2 separate regions of the Oryctolagus cuniculus genome follow, and region 1 is linked to region 2. A link is a contact called in public Hi-C data. All regions are on one chromosome and are shown on one strand. The core of a region is the stretch at or near the end of the contact, and the rest is flanking DNA. Distances in the headings are between cores, read along the strand shown.

The links. Hi-C and Micro-C count contacts between places; a contact is called where the count stands out from the background.
Region 1: a Hi-C map of an unstated tissue shows a contact between it and region 2, with 5 times the contacts expected there. The contact joins the promoter of LOC100352972 here to the promoter of SLC27A5 in region 2. A contact is called at or near these places in 2 of 6 Hi-C or Micro-C datasets (ear pinna and an unstated tissue).

Annotation. Positions count from the first base shown.
Region 1 is chr18:427,618-434,701 of mOryCun1.1, forward strand. LOC100352972 (vomeronasal type-2 receptor 26) reads left to right here and starts at 3,371. Exons shown (of 6, transcript XM_070063317.1): 1 at 3,371-3,419; 2 at 3,914-4,052; 3 at 5,515-5,806. The coding sequence starts at 3,371.
Region 2 is chr18:121,916-128,706 of mOryCun1.1, forward strand. SLC27A5 (solute carrier family 27 member 5) reads left to right here and starts at 5,485. Exons shown (of 10, transcript XM_008249029.4): 1 at 5,485-6,791. It overlaps ZBTB45 (zinc finger and BTB domain containing 45), which reads left to right and starts at 907. Exons shown (of 3, transcript XM_051835292.2): 1 at 907-989; 2 at 3,426-4,695; 3 at 5,222-6,014. The coding sequence starts at 3,426. The coding sequence ends at 5,478. LOC127488014 (a long non-coding RNA gene) reads right to left here and starts at 820. Exons shown (of 3, transcript XR_011384287.1): 1 at 552-820.

The sequences.
Region 1 (7,084 bases), core at 2,121-4,620, 300 kb after region 2:
CTGTGCCCCGCTCCTGCTGCCTCTCCTGGGGCTAACGGCCCGAGGGGCACATGGATGGTCAGGGCATGTGTCGGACAAGCGTAAGACATCAGCAGACCACAGCTCATTCTGCAACTGACCCGGCCAGCCCAGCGGGGCTCCCTGCGGAGGTGGCGGACAGGAGGCTGCCAGAGCGGATTGGAAGCCCCCCCGGGAGTAATCCTGGACCCGAGATCCGGTCACCTTGGCAGTGGGGTCGGCGAGGGCGAGGACGCCGCATCACCGACTGCTGGGCGGTTAGACGCATGCTCCGAGCAGAATGCAGAAATTCCCCATCAACAGCGAGCTGCTTTATGAAGAAGTATGTGCCCGGTAGTATGTTTAATTTTTAAAATATGAGTGTGTTTTGTGTAAGTATGTCCCAGAATAGGGCTGCCAGATTTAGCGATTCAAAACTACAAGAAGCCCGGTTAGATTTCAATCTCAGATAAAAATGGGTTAATGGGTTTTTTTTTAGTGTGGGTGTGTTTCATATTTAGTATATTTTGAAAATGTTTAAATATAAATACATGAATAAGAGTAATTTTTACTATAACTATGTCCCATATATCTGCCCACAGAAGTATTGCCAGATTTAGTAAATAAAATTTCAGAAAGCCCAGCTAAATTTAAGTTACATAATGAATATATTTGTGATATCAGTGTGTCCCATATTGAATATTTTAAAATAATTTTTAAAAGTTTTTTTTTGAAAGAATTACAGAGAGGCAGAGGCAGAGAGAGAGATCGATCTTCCGTCTGCTGGTTCACTCCCCAAATGGCCACAATGGCTGGAGCTTTGCCGATCTGAAACCAGGAGCCAGGAGCTTCTTCCAGGACTCCCACGTGGGTTCAGGGGCCCAAGCACTTGGGCCCTCCCAGCTGCTTTCCCAGGCCACCCAGAGAGCTGGATCAGAAGTGGAGCAGCCGGGTCTCTAACCAACACCCATGTGGGATGCTGGCACTATGGGTGGCATCTTTACCTCCTACACCATAGTGCTGACTCCATAAATAATATTTTAAATTGTAGTTTACTGGGGCCAGCGCCGTGCCATAGTAGGCTAAGCCTCCACCTGTGGTGCTGGCATCCCATACAGGCACTGATTCAAGTCCCAGCTGCTCTTCTTCCTCCTATCCAGCTCTCTGCTATGGCCTGGGAAAGCAATAGAAGATGGTCCAAATGCTTGGGCCCCTGGATCCGCATGGGAGACCCAGAAGAAGCTCCTGGCTCCTGGGTTCAGACTGGCCCAGCTCCGGCTGTTGTGGCCATTTGGGGAGTGAACCAGCAGATGGAAGATCTTTTCTTTCTCTGTCTCTCTCTCTCTTTCTGTAACTGTACCTCTCAAATAAATACATGAATAAATATTTTTAAAAATATAGTTTATTATTTAAAGAAACTTCCCATTCACTAGTTTCCTCCCCAGATGCCCACCCCAAAGCCCAAAGGAGTAGATAGAACTCAACCCTGGACTGCATGTGGGCAGCAGGAGCCCAGCTCCACGAGCCATCATCACTGCCTTCCAAGGTCTGCATTAAGAGGAAGCTGGAATCGGCAGGCTGAGTAGGCTGTTGAACACAGGGACTCTGATACAGGACATGGCCATCTCGATTGGTGTCTTAGTCACTAAGCTAAATGTGTGCCACCCCCTCACCCTTTAATAATTTTATTCTGAAATTTACGTGGGGAGTGAGAAATATTCAAGGAGGCTCCAGGCTCTGGGACCCAGCTCAGGATGGCTGGAGTGCCCCATGCTGAGATGAGGCAGTAGTGAGCTATGAGCTAAGGAAGGAGATGAGGACCCGCTTTCCGAGGCCCGGGACTGAGCACTGACATCCACTGGTCAGCTGCTGATCACGTGCATCGTTCCAGACACTGAGGGTGGAAGAACCTGCCAAGGCTCTAGCCTTTTGGAAGCTCGTGATTCAGCAGGCTCACGCCAGTAGATGAAACAGAGACTTGGGCTGGCACTGTGGCACAGTGGGTTAACGCCCTGGCCTGAAGCGCTGGCATCCCATATGGGCACCGATTCTAGTCCTGGCTGCTCCTCTTCTGATCCAGCTCTCTGCTATGGCCTGGGAAAGCAGCAGAAGATGGCCCAAGTCCTTGTGCCCCTGCACCCACGTGGGAGACCCGGAAGAAGCTCCTGGCTTCGGATTGGCGCAGCTCTCGTCCATTGTGGCCACTGGGGAGTGAACCAGCAAATGGAAGGCCTCTCCCTCCCTCCCTGCCTCTGCCTCTGCCTCTGCCTCTTCTCTGTGTGTAACTCTGGCTTTCAAGTCAATAAATGAATCTTTTAAAAAAATTATTTCTCTTAGGGGCTGGTGTTGTGGTGCAGCAGGTTAAGCTAATGCTTGCAAAACCTGCATCCATTTTGGAGTGTGTGTTCAAGTCCACTGATTGTTTCCTTCTAATCCAGCATCTTACTAATGTGCCTGAGAAGGCAGCAGTGTATGGCCACCTACTTGCATCCCTCCACCCGTGTGGGAGAATGCAGTTCCTGGCTCTTGACCTGGCCCAGCCCCAGCTATTATAGCAAGTTAAGGGATGAACTTGTAGATGGAAGATCTTTCCATATCTCTTCTCTGTCACTCTGCCTTTCAAATAAATAAATCTTAAAGAAATGTAAAAGGATTTCTCTTCAAAGGAATACCTCATATGGTCACCTAACACTCAAAAATCAATCCAAACGGATATAGGGCATAGAACCAAAAGCAAAAATCATTTGTGCTTTAGTAAGAAACAGTTGAGAATAGTTCACCGTTGGGAGTGGGGATGGATTACTTAAATGTTACACAAAATTGCTCATTAATACCACTTTTTTAATTCTTAGAAATAATGCTGGTATAACAGTGTGTCTGTGGAGCCTGTACCAAGGAGTGGAACTGGTAGGTCATGTGGTGACTCTGATTAACATTTTGAACATCTGGTGGACTGTTTTAAAAATGGCTGTACTGTCTACATTCCAACCAGCAATAAACAGGGTTCCAGTTCCTTTATATCCACATGAACCTTGTCATTTTCGTTTCACAAAACATTTTAAAGAAATGTTTATTATAGCTGTCCTAGTAGGTGTGAACAGGTGTTTATTTCACTGTGGTTTTCATTTACAAATCCTTGATGGAAATGATATTGAGCAGTTTTTTCTGTTTGCAGAGAGCTATAGCCTCACCTCATGGGGGTGTGGAGCACCAACTCCTGCTCAGCAGTGAGAGCTGGGTCAGCCCAGCCTCCCTGACTGCAGGACCCACAGGCTCAGCCTGCCTAACCTTCAAGCTGCCTCCTGGGGCTGAACTTGCCTTTTCTCTGCCTGGGACCCTCCAGTAGGTGGCCCTGGTGTAGGAAGTGTTGGCCATGGTCACCTGTAGCTCTGGGGACATCGCACTTGTGCACATGTTGCTGGGTGAGGCATCAGGAGGGGAGGGTGGTGGTCAGGAGGTTCTTTGCTTCTTGAACTCTCCTGGGGCCTCTTTCCGAAGCAGCAACCTGGTGACCCAGGGCACAGCTGCCCCTGGGCTTCCTAAGTCCCTGAGGGTGCAGTACGGGCTCCTCAGTCCCCCTCAAAGCTATTATGCTTAACTTGAGGGAGGGGATTGAGGGGTCACAGAGGGATGGAAATAAAACTTTTAATGGCCTTGGGACTTGGTGGCCTCCCAGTCCCAGGTAAGCATTGTTGTTCTCTCTCTGGCCTGCATGCCTAGGGTTCCAAGTGTGTCCCCAGCCCCCAGGTCCCTGATCAAGGGAGACTTCCAGATAAAGCCCCTGTGGCTGTCAGGCTCAGTCTGATGAAGGGGCTTTGTCACCAGCTGTTGAGCCCCCTTCCAGGCATGTGGCTGTGCTCCCTGCTCCCTGCCCTCATGGGATCTCTCTTGGGGGCTGTTCTTTCTGGGCCAACAGGCTGGCGGTTGCCAGGGAAAAGCCCCCGCTTCGACCGTCCTGGAGATGTGGTGGTTGGGGGTAGCTTCTCCATCTTTCCCTTTGATAACATCACCCTGTTTGATTTCACTGCTCCACCAGCTGGCTTGCCGTCTTCAGCGTAAGTGCCCAGCAGGGTGGTGGGGAGCCCCTGAAGGCCAAGGGCAGTGGCTGGGCCAGGGTCGGTCCCATCTGTATGAATGCTGGTCAGCCTGTGTCCCAGGTCCTGCCTCAGCACCTCTGTCCAGCTTTGTTTTCTTGTCTGTATCTGTGTTTGAAATGAGGGTCGCTTGTTTCTCATTGACTGAAACATGAACCCTACAGGCAGGCAGGGGTTCTTGTCTCTTGTCCACTGCCATCTCTCTGTGTTTAGAACAGTGCCAGATGCATGGCAGGAGTGTTTGCTCAATGAATACATGTTGTGGAATGAACAGGTCTCCTTATGAATTGACCAGGCCCTGGGGTTCATCTCTGCCTGTGTGTACATCTTCCAGTTCCGTCCTGAGTTTCCCAATGTGATCTTGAAGACAGGAGTTCTAGACATAGTCCTTTTGGTTATATTTTAAAATAAATATGTTTAGCTTTATTTAAAAAATTTCAAAAAGGCTTTTCAAAGAATGCACCATTTTGCATTCTCACCAGAAATGCATGAGACTTTGAGTCGTTCCAGACTCTTGGCATCACTTGACATTGTCAGGTTATTTTAAAAATTGATGAACAATGATTGTGCATGTTTATGGAGCACGGTGTGATGCGTTAGTATATTTACACATTGTGGAATTGTTAAATCACACTGATGAGCATATCTGTCATTTCATATACTTATCATTTTTTGTGATGTGAACATGTAGCATGCATCCTCAGCAATTTTATAACTCTACTCATCGTGCTGTGCAATAGATCTTGAAACTTCTTCCTTCTAACTGGAAGTGCACTTTCTTCTCTTTGACCAACATCTCTCATTCTCCTTGTCCCCTTTTGGCTATCCTGAATTATGTTCTATGTATGTGCATGAGGGGTTGTATGTTGGCACTGCTCTTTTTTTTTTTTTGCCTTTTCAAATTTTTTATTTGTATACATATTTTGTATTAAAAAGAAAAGCATAATTACCACAAATTACAAAGGACTAAAGCAGGCCTAGAACAATGAATGAACCACTTCAGCCTGGAAAGCATACTCTCAATAATATTCATGTTATGATACAAGCTCATTCAAGTAGGTTTTTTTTTTTTTTGTCCTTTCAAATGTGATAACCTAACACATGGTAAAGAGAATGTTCTGTGAGCATAAGGTGGAACCTTCTCTGCAAAGCCAGATGACAAGTTTTCCTCTCCGGTGAGAAGTGGGCTGTAAGTTCTTCTCTGCCATCAGCGTGGCTGGAGGAGGAGCGGACAGGGCTGGGGAGAACCCAGGGATCCTTCCACTCTGGAGATAGTTTAGGGCCCCCAGGGAGCCGGGTCTGCCTACTCGAGTAGGCTTATGGGACACTGCTCTTGAGAATGTGCACACCTAGAAATCGCTCACTGCAATCTTTCTGCTCCCTGCACCCAGAGCAAAGGTTAACTGGCTTCTCTCTCCCTCAGCGTTTCCAGGTGGGGCTACCGTGTGGCCCAGGGTTTTGTCTTTGCCATTGAAGAGATCAACAGGGACACCCACCTGCTGCCCAACCTCACGCTGGGCTTCTCCATCCGCAACTCTGGGGACTCAGTGCATGGAGCCCTCCACGAGACACTGGGCTTTCTCACTGGCCAGGAGGAGCCGATCCCCAACTACGCGTGTGGATTCAGCCCTCCCCAGGCTGCCCTGATTGGAGATACGCGGTCAGCTCTGTCAGTCTCCATGGCCAGGCTGCTGGGGCTCTATAAATTTCCCCAGGTGAGTTACCCCAAAGCCCTTCCCCTCGCTGGCAAAAGTGATGGTAACAATGAGGACAGTGGTGGAGCGGTGGAAGCAGTGCCGCGGTGGAGGCAGTGCCACTGCGGGGCAGGCTCCTTGCCGATGCCGATTTCGATGCCATTGTCCTCTTAGGGCAGGACAGCCAGAAGCTATTCTGCGAGAACTGTAATCCCCACTGCATTGAGGAAGAGACTGAGATTTAGAGAAAAATTAACAGTGGACCCAAGCTTACCCAGCCACGACATGCATTAGCCAGGATTTAAATCCAGGCCATGGGCTCGTGCTACCAGCCTCACGCTGCCAGACTGGTGTCCTGAATATCAGGTCTCAGTGTGGTTTCCATAACAGGAGCCGTGTCTGAGGGCTTTTTCTTTTTGGCTTCTATTTTTAACAGGTTGACATTTAACTCATGTACCATAAAATTTACCCAATGACTTTTGATATGTTCAGAGTTATACAATCATCACCACAATCAATTTGAGAACAAACTCCAACCTAGTACCTACCATTTGCCATGACCCCATACTCCAAGGCAACCACTCGCCTATACGCTGCCTCTGTAGATTTGTCTTTTATGTAATTTCTTACCCATGGAGTCACACAACATGTATTTCGTGACTGTTCTTTCACTGAGCTGTGTGTGTCAGTACTCCATTTCTTTTTATCAGTAATTAGTATTCTCTGGTATGTTTATTTATTCATCTATTCACAGATGTTTGAACTCTTTTCTCTTTTTGACCCTGGGTAATAGTGTGATTATAAACATTCATGTGTAGATCTTTGTGGCCATTGATGTTAACATTTCTCTTGGGGATATTGGTAGAACTGGTCAAATGATAACTCGATGTTTAACTCTTTGAGAAACTGCCAGAGTGTTTTCCAAAGTGGCTTTCCCATTTGAAATTCCTACCAGCATTGTATGAGGATTCTAATTTAAACCCACTCATTTTTTACTGTGAAACCTATAAACTTGGGTCAATTCCTCTCTGTTTGAATGCCTTACGCTTGCTAAATTTCCTGGCCTGCTGGGTAGGGCTTTCCTTCCTACTTATGAATCTTGGACAGATTTAAAAGGCATTTCCAGGCAGGCTTTGTGGCTATTTGTGCCCCCAGAGGAAGCCCAACTATTGCTCCTTTTTTTTTGGTGGGGGGAGCTTGTCATGTGGTGATTTTTATTTTCAAGAGTGGCATTTGAGATATGGGCTTTATTGCACGATAGGCCCAATTCTATCATGATAAAAAAGGACATGCAGTTCC
Region 2 (6,791 bases), core at 4,235-6,734:
CCATCACTGCTGCCTCAGTTTCTCACCTGGCACCCGTGCTCCCCTCTCAAACCCCACGTCTGCAACACAGGCCAGGAGATCCCGGGGCAGAGGCGTGCAGTCCTCTTAAGCCCTTGTTCCAGCCCCATCACTGCCTGCCCTCACACAGTGGCCACAGGGCCGGCTCGCCACCTCCCTGGCCGGGCTCACAGGCAGTCCCACTTCAGGGCCCTTGTGGACCTAGGTTGTTCCGTCTGCTGGGACAGCTCTCCCACGTGTCTGGCCTCGACACCCCCTTTTGTTCTAAGTGTTGGCCTGGGGGTGTTGAGCGGGTCGGTGCCATCTCTTGCTCTGTTGACACCTCTCCTGGGGCAGGTGGGCCCAGCGGGCTGCAGAGTGGGGGTCAGGCTGCTTCCACTGGCCCAGGGGCCGAGGGTGGGAGCCAGGGCTAGGGTGGGTCCCCTCGTTCCCGTCCCCCTCCCCCCGCGGGCGGTGGTCCTGCGGGGCGGCTGAAGGGCCTCAGGCGGGGCTGCGCCCGGCCGGGCAGCGGTCAGTCCTCCTGGTGCGCCCACCTGCGTTATGGGGGGAAGGCTGCCTCCCCAGGTTGCAGCGGGGATGAAGCCAGCCGGCAGGGATCGGGGAGCCCCGGCCGCGAGCTGCCGACCCATCCTCCTCCGCCCGGTGTCCCGCGCTCGGGCGTGCGGCCCGTTGAAGGACGGCTCGAGCCCGCCCTCCGCCGGGGTCACTTCAGGCCGGGAGCGTCCTCGCGCTGCAGCCGCCGGAGCCTCTGCGAACCTGAGTCCGACTCTACGCAGGGCCGGAAGCTCAGTTGGCGGCCGCCGCTAATCTCCATGGAAACACCGGAAGCGTGCTTTGTCCTAATGCGCCCCCCTGCGCCGCAGCGGCCCCGGACTTGGGTTCCGCCGGCGGAGCGGCCCGGAAGTGTGGCCTTGGCGTTGGTGAGCGGGAGGCGGCCGCTGCGGGGCCTGGTGCCTGAGGAGGAGCCGGAGGTGGGGTCGGGCGGGCATCCCCTGCTGCAGGGCCGCCGAGAAGGCCCGGCCTGCCAGGGGTGTGGCGCCCGCGCTTGCCTCGGAGGTCCTGCGGAGAACGCGAGAGGGCGCTACAGGATCGGGGCGCCGAGCGGGCCAGGGTACCGAGGCGGGAAACCCAGGTCGGCGGGGGCTGAGCGGGTGCTGCGGCAGCGGGTCGGAGGCGCTCTCGGGGTGGGGCCCGGGCGATGGCGTAGAGTACTGCACAGGGTGTCTGGAGCCAAGTGCATGGCGTGGGCGAAGCCGTGGCGACCAGTGTTGGGCGCCAGACGCGGGAGGGTCGGTCTCCAAGGTGGGCCTTTGTTCGCACGCATCCAAGAAGGCCCTGCTGTATCTGGACTGTGGGACCGGAGTCCTCCCGGGAGCAGGGCGAGGGAGGGTCAGCAGAGGAGTCCAGACTGGGGCCGTGCCCGGCGTCTGGGCCCGGAATTGAAGTCCTGCGGGAACCGGGTGGACTAGGATGGGGAAGGGCGCTGTGGGCGGAGGTCAGTCTTCGCGCATGCAAACGCTTGGCCGGTTCCAGGAATCAATTCATTGCCATGGAGGCCTCTGAGCCGAGGAGGGTCCAGACCTGTTTCGTCCGAACAGGCTCCCTCTGGCTGCTGCGTGGCGAATAGACGCCGGAGAGGACCAACACGGCGATCCAGGCCGGCGGTAGCCAGGCCACTGCAGGTGTGGGGCCTGCGGGGCAGAGGCGGGACATGAAAGAGGAAAGGTCCGGCTGGGGGCAAAGAGAAGGCGGAGCCGCAGGGACGGAGCCTGAGACCCCAGTGGATCCTGAGGGTTAAGTGGGGCCCTCGCCGGGGGCCCGGTGGAAAGTGGACCAGTCTCAGGGTGCATCCTGTGTCCTGATTCTTCTCCCTGAGACTGTGGGTACGGGCGTTCTGGGTGGAGGATGAGCCCAGTATCTCATCCCCGATCTTTATTTATATTTACTTACTTATTCAAAGACAGAGAGAGAGAGCTCCTTCATCTGCTAGCTCACTCCTCAAATGCCCATAACAGCCTGGGCTAGGCAGAAGCTAGCCGCTGTAAACGCCATCCCAGCCTCTTACAAGGAGGGGTAGGGGCGCCCAGGGACCCAGAGACTTGAGGCATCATCTGAGCCAGAGCTCAGCCCCAGGCACTCAGCTTTGAGATGTGGGTGGGGTACTTTAACTGCCACGCCCACCGCTCATCCCTGCATCCTTGTTGACAAATGGTCGCTTGCTTCATGGGTGAAGAGGCAGAGTTTCCTAGATTGCCAGCCTTCTCTGGGGGGGTTTTCCTCTGGTGCAAGACAGGACAGTGCTGGGATTACGGGGCCACAGGTTCCCAAGACGCACAGGGATGGTTCAGCCATGCCTGTGGCCTGTGCTGCTCTGCTCTTGTCCAGCCAGCCACACAGCCTTGCAAAGTCCACACGTGCCCCCTCTCCACGCAGGCCCCATGGAGATGCCAAGCAGAGCTGGTGCTGCAGGGAGCACCCCTGCCTGCCGGACTAGAGTGTGCTCCGAACCATGTATGCCTGCCAGGCTGATGCCCACCCTTCCATGTCAGTCCTTTGTCCCAAACAGCTCTGCCCAGGAGGCAGATGTGCCCCCTACCACCTGTGACAAACTCCATATACCCTAGTTAATGTACCCCTATTTTTTTTAAAAGATTTTTATTTTATTTATTTGAAAGACAGTTACAGAGAGAGGTAGAGACAGAGAAAGTCTTCCCTCTACTGGTTCAATTCCCAAATGGCAGCAACGACGGAGCTGAGCCGCCCTGAACCAGCAGCGGCGAGCTTCCTCTGGGTCTCCCACTTGGGTCATCCTCTGCTGCTTTCCCAGGCGCATTAGCAGGGAGCCAGATCGGAAGTGGACCAGCCGGGACTCGAACCGGCGCCCATTTGGGATGCCTGGATCACACAGGGTTTTAGAGGCTCTAAGCTGAGAGATGTGATGAAGAGAGACCCCTCCCCCCAAAAAGTCAGGAGCGGCAGGAGTCACAGCTAGTTGGTGGAGATGGGGACCAGTGTTCCTGCCATGAGATCTGCTCTGGGTGGGATGGGGCAGCCAGTTCTGCGTGGGGGTCCCTGGCCTCACTTGGAGTTGGGGGTGGAGGGCAAGCCCTGGGCGTCCTGTGGGGCCCTGAGCAGGACGGGGGTTGGGGATAGACCTTTAGTATTCCCACCCTCTTTTAGGGGTTTCCTCGTGGCTGTGGAGGTGGCAGGCACTGCAGAGGACTGAGTGGGGCGTGTGTGGGAGGGGTCCTGGTGTGTCCTGAGTTGCGAACGGGGGGGGGGGTTGCTGGGCAGGAGGGGAGAGGACTCTGGATCCTCTCCTGTAAGGTCCGAAGGGACGGGAACCTGGGGCGGGCAGCACTGACGTCTCCCCGCCCCACCCCTTCATCCGTGCTTCATCCGTGTAGATGGCGGCGGCAGAGGCGGTGCACCACATCCACCTGCAGAACTTCTCCCGCTCCCTGCTTGAAACGCTCAACGGCCAGAGGCTGGGCGGGCACTTCTGCGACGTGACCGTGCGCATCCGCGAGGCCTCGCTCCGCGCGCACCGCTGCGTGCTGGCCGCCGGCTCGCCCTTCTTCCAGGACAAGCTGCTGCTGGGGCACTCCGAGATACGCGTGCCGCCGGTGGTGCCCGCGCAAACGGTGCGCCAGCTCGTGGAGTTCCTGTACAGCGGCTCGCTCGTGGTGGCGCAGGGCGAGGCGCTGCAGGTGCTCACCGCGGCGTCGGTGCTCCGCATCCAGACCGTTATCGATGAATGCACGCAGATCATTGCCCGCACTCGTGCCCCGGGCGCCCCAGCGCCTGCACCCCTGCCCGCGCCCGTGCCCCCACCGCTTGCTCCGGCGCAGCTGCGCCACCGCCTGCGCCATTTGTTGGCAGCGCGCCCTCCGGGGCACCCCGGCATCGCGCACAGCCGCAAGCAGCGCCAGCCTGCACGCCTGCAGCTGCCTGCGCCTCCGGCGCCAGCCAAGGTGGAAGGACCCGACGCCGACCCCGCGCTGCCTGCAGCCCCCGACGACCGAGGGGACGATGACGAGGACGAGGAGGAGACAGACGAGGACAGTGATGGCGACGATGGCGAAGGCGGCGGGCCGGGGGAGGGCCAGGCACCCCCTTCCTTTCCGGACTGTGCTGCCGGCTTCCTCACCGCCGCCGCCGACAGAGCGCGTGAGGAGCCGCCCGCACCCACCGGGCTCGCTGACTACGGCGGCGCTGGGAGGGACTTCCTTCGAGGGGCCGCGGTGGCTGAGGGTGCGTTCCCAGAGAGCTACGTGACTGCCTGGCACGAGGAGGACAGCGCCGCTGCGGAGACCCCGGTCCCACCCGACTGCGTCCTGGCTGCACCCCATGCTCCCAGCGTGAAGACCCCAGGGCCGCCCGTGCCTCTCTTCCCCTTCCACCTGGGCGCCCCCGGGCCGCCCGCACCTACCCCTCCCACCCCATCGGGACCAGCCCCCGGCCCGCCCCCTGCTTTCTATCCCGCGCTCCAGCCAGAGGCTGCCCCCAGCGTGCAGCTCGGGGACGCCCCAGCTCAGCCTGCCGCTCCGGCTGCCGCCCCTCCAGTCACACCTGTTCGAGCTCCGGGTGCGGAGCCGCCGGCCTACGAGTGCAGCCACTGCCGGAAAACCTTCAGCTCCAGGAAGAACTACACCAAGCACATGTTCATCCACTCGGGTGAGCAGGGGCGGGAGGTGGAGGGAGCCAGGGAGCCAGGAGATGGAATTCCCCACGTGCCAGGCTTGTGGGCAAGGCAAACCCCCGAAGTGGGGTCCTCCCTTTTAGGGGGCATCTTGAGGCTGGGTTGGGGAGCAGGAACGTGCTCAGAGCCTTTGGAGAGCTGACGCTGAGTCTTGAGCCCGGGATGTGGCTGGGCTGGGGAACAGCGCCCCAGGGAGTCTCCAGGTGCCGGTGGGTCTGGTGGCGGTCAGGGGAGACCCACGTGGGCAGTCCAGATGGGCAGCGATCCCTGCTGGGAGCATGCCTGTTAGATTGGGTGGGGAGGTGCTGCCAGTCGGGGACGGTGTGGGTCTGGGAGAGGGCACCCCCATGGAGGGAGACGCACCGGGGTGTGTATGTGTGAGTTCTGTCGGGCAGGGGATCCCAGGATGGTGGGTGGTTGTGGAGGGGATGGAAGCCCCTGCCAGACACGAGTTACCTGGGAGAGCCGGGCGGTCTAACGGACGCACGCTGTCATCCGCAGGGGAGAAGCCGCACCAGTGTGCCGTGTGCTGGCGATCCTTCTCGCTACGCGACTACTTGCTCAAGCATATGGTCACGCACACTGGAGTGCGCGCCTTCCAGTGCGCGGTCTGTGCCAAGCGCTTCACGCAGAAGAGCTCCCTCAATGTGCACATGCGCACGCACCGGCCGGAGCGCGCGCCCTGCCCAGCCTGCGGCAAGGTCTTTTCCCACCGCGCGCTGCTGGAGCGCCACCTGGCTACGCATCCTGCGCCCTGACGGGGGCCCAGGGCCTGAGGATTCGGTGGGGACTGGCTGCACCCACTGCGTGGCCGGTCGCCTCGGTCCAGTGGAGCCTGGTTGCTGCAGCAGCAGCGCCTTGACCATATTCCCGCCCGTACACCACGCCCTCCCCCCAGCGCAGGCTCTCCTCCTCCCCTACCCCTTTCTCTACGCCAGACCTCGAGGTCCAGCCCACTGGATCCTCTGGGCCGTGCCGGGTCAGGGCAGGGGATGTTAGGGGCTCCCGCTTCTGAGAACTGGAGCCCCTCCCACGTGAGCTGGACGCTGAGGTCCTTGGACCTGGCCCTGGACTTGTGTGTCTGACCCCGGTCCGCACCCTGCACTAGTCGTAGTGAGGTGGAATTTGGGTTGCTTCCCTGCCCCCATGTCTGGCGAGGTGAAGTCCCCGGCTCCCCATCCCGAGCTCTACCTGTCCCTTGGGGCGCTTAAGGAGGCCCAGGTGGACCTGCCCTGGCATGGGGCCGGCCTCAGGATTCCCCTCCCTGTAATAAACAATGATGAGCCATGGGGCACGAGTGCGTGACGTTGTGTGCACTGAGATCAGCGCTGAGCTGTGATGATTGGGACTCAACGTCCCCAGCCCTGGGCAGTACCCCTGCTGCCACCCCCACCTCCCTGGGCACCACTTAGGTAAACTGAGCCTCAGTTCCGGGTACTGGGACGCGCTACGAGTGTGGCTGGCATTCAGTTCTTTTGGAGCACTTGGTCCTGTGGGAGGGGCAGAGGCCAGCTCCTGCAGAAATAGGTCTTGGAGAGAGAGACCACAAACCCGTCACCCTGTAGCCCTCTGTCGCTCACCAAGTCTGTTTCAATCTTCCAACCAGACTCTCAGAATCTGGACTTTAAAACCCCTGCCAGCCGGCGCCGCGGCTCACTAGGCTAATCCTGCGCCTAGCGGCGCCGGCACACCAGGTTCTAGTCCCGGTCGGGGCGCCGGATTCTGTCCCGGTTGCCCCTCTTCCAGGCCAGCTCTCTGCTGTGGCCAGGGAGTGCAGTGGAGGATGGCCCAGGTGCTTGGGCCCTGCACCCCATGGGAGACCAGGAGAAGCACCTGGCTCCTGGCTCCTGCCATCGGATCAGCACGGTGCGCCGGCCGCGGCGGCCATTGGAGGGTGAACCAACGGCAAAGGAAGACCTTTCTCTCTGTCTCTCTCACTGTCCACTCTGCCTGTCAAAAAAAAAAAAAACAAAAAAAAAAAAAAAAACAAAAAAAAACTTCCCCTGCCACCTGCAGATGGGCATGATGGTTGAGCAAGTTACCTTTGGAGAGCCTGCCCTGGCCATTGGTG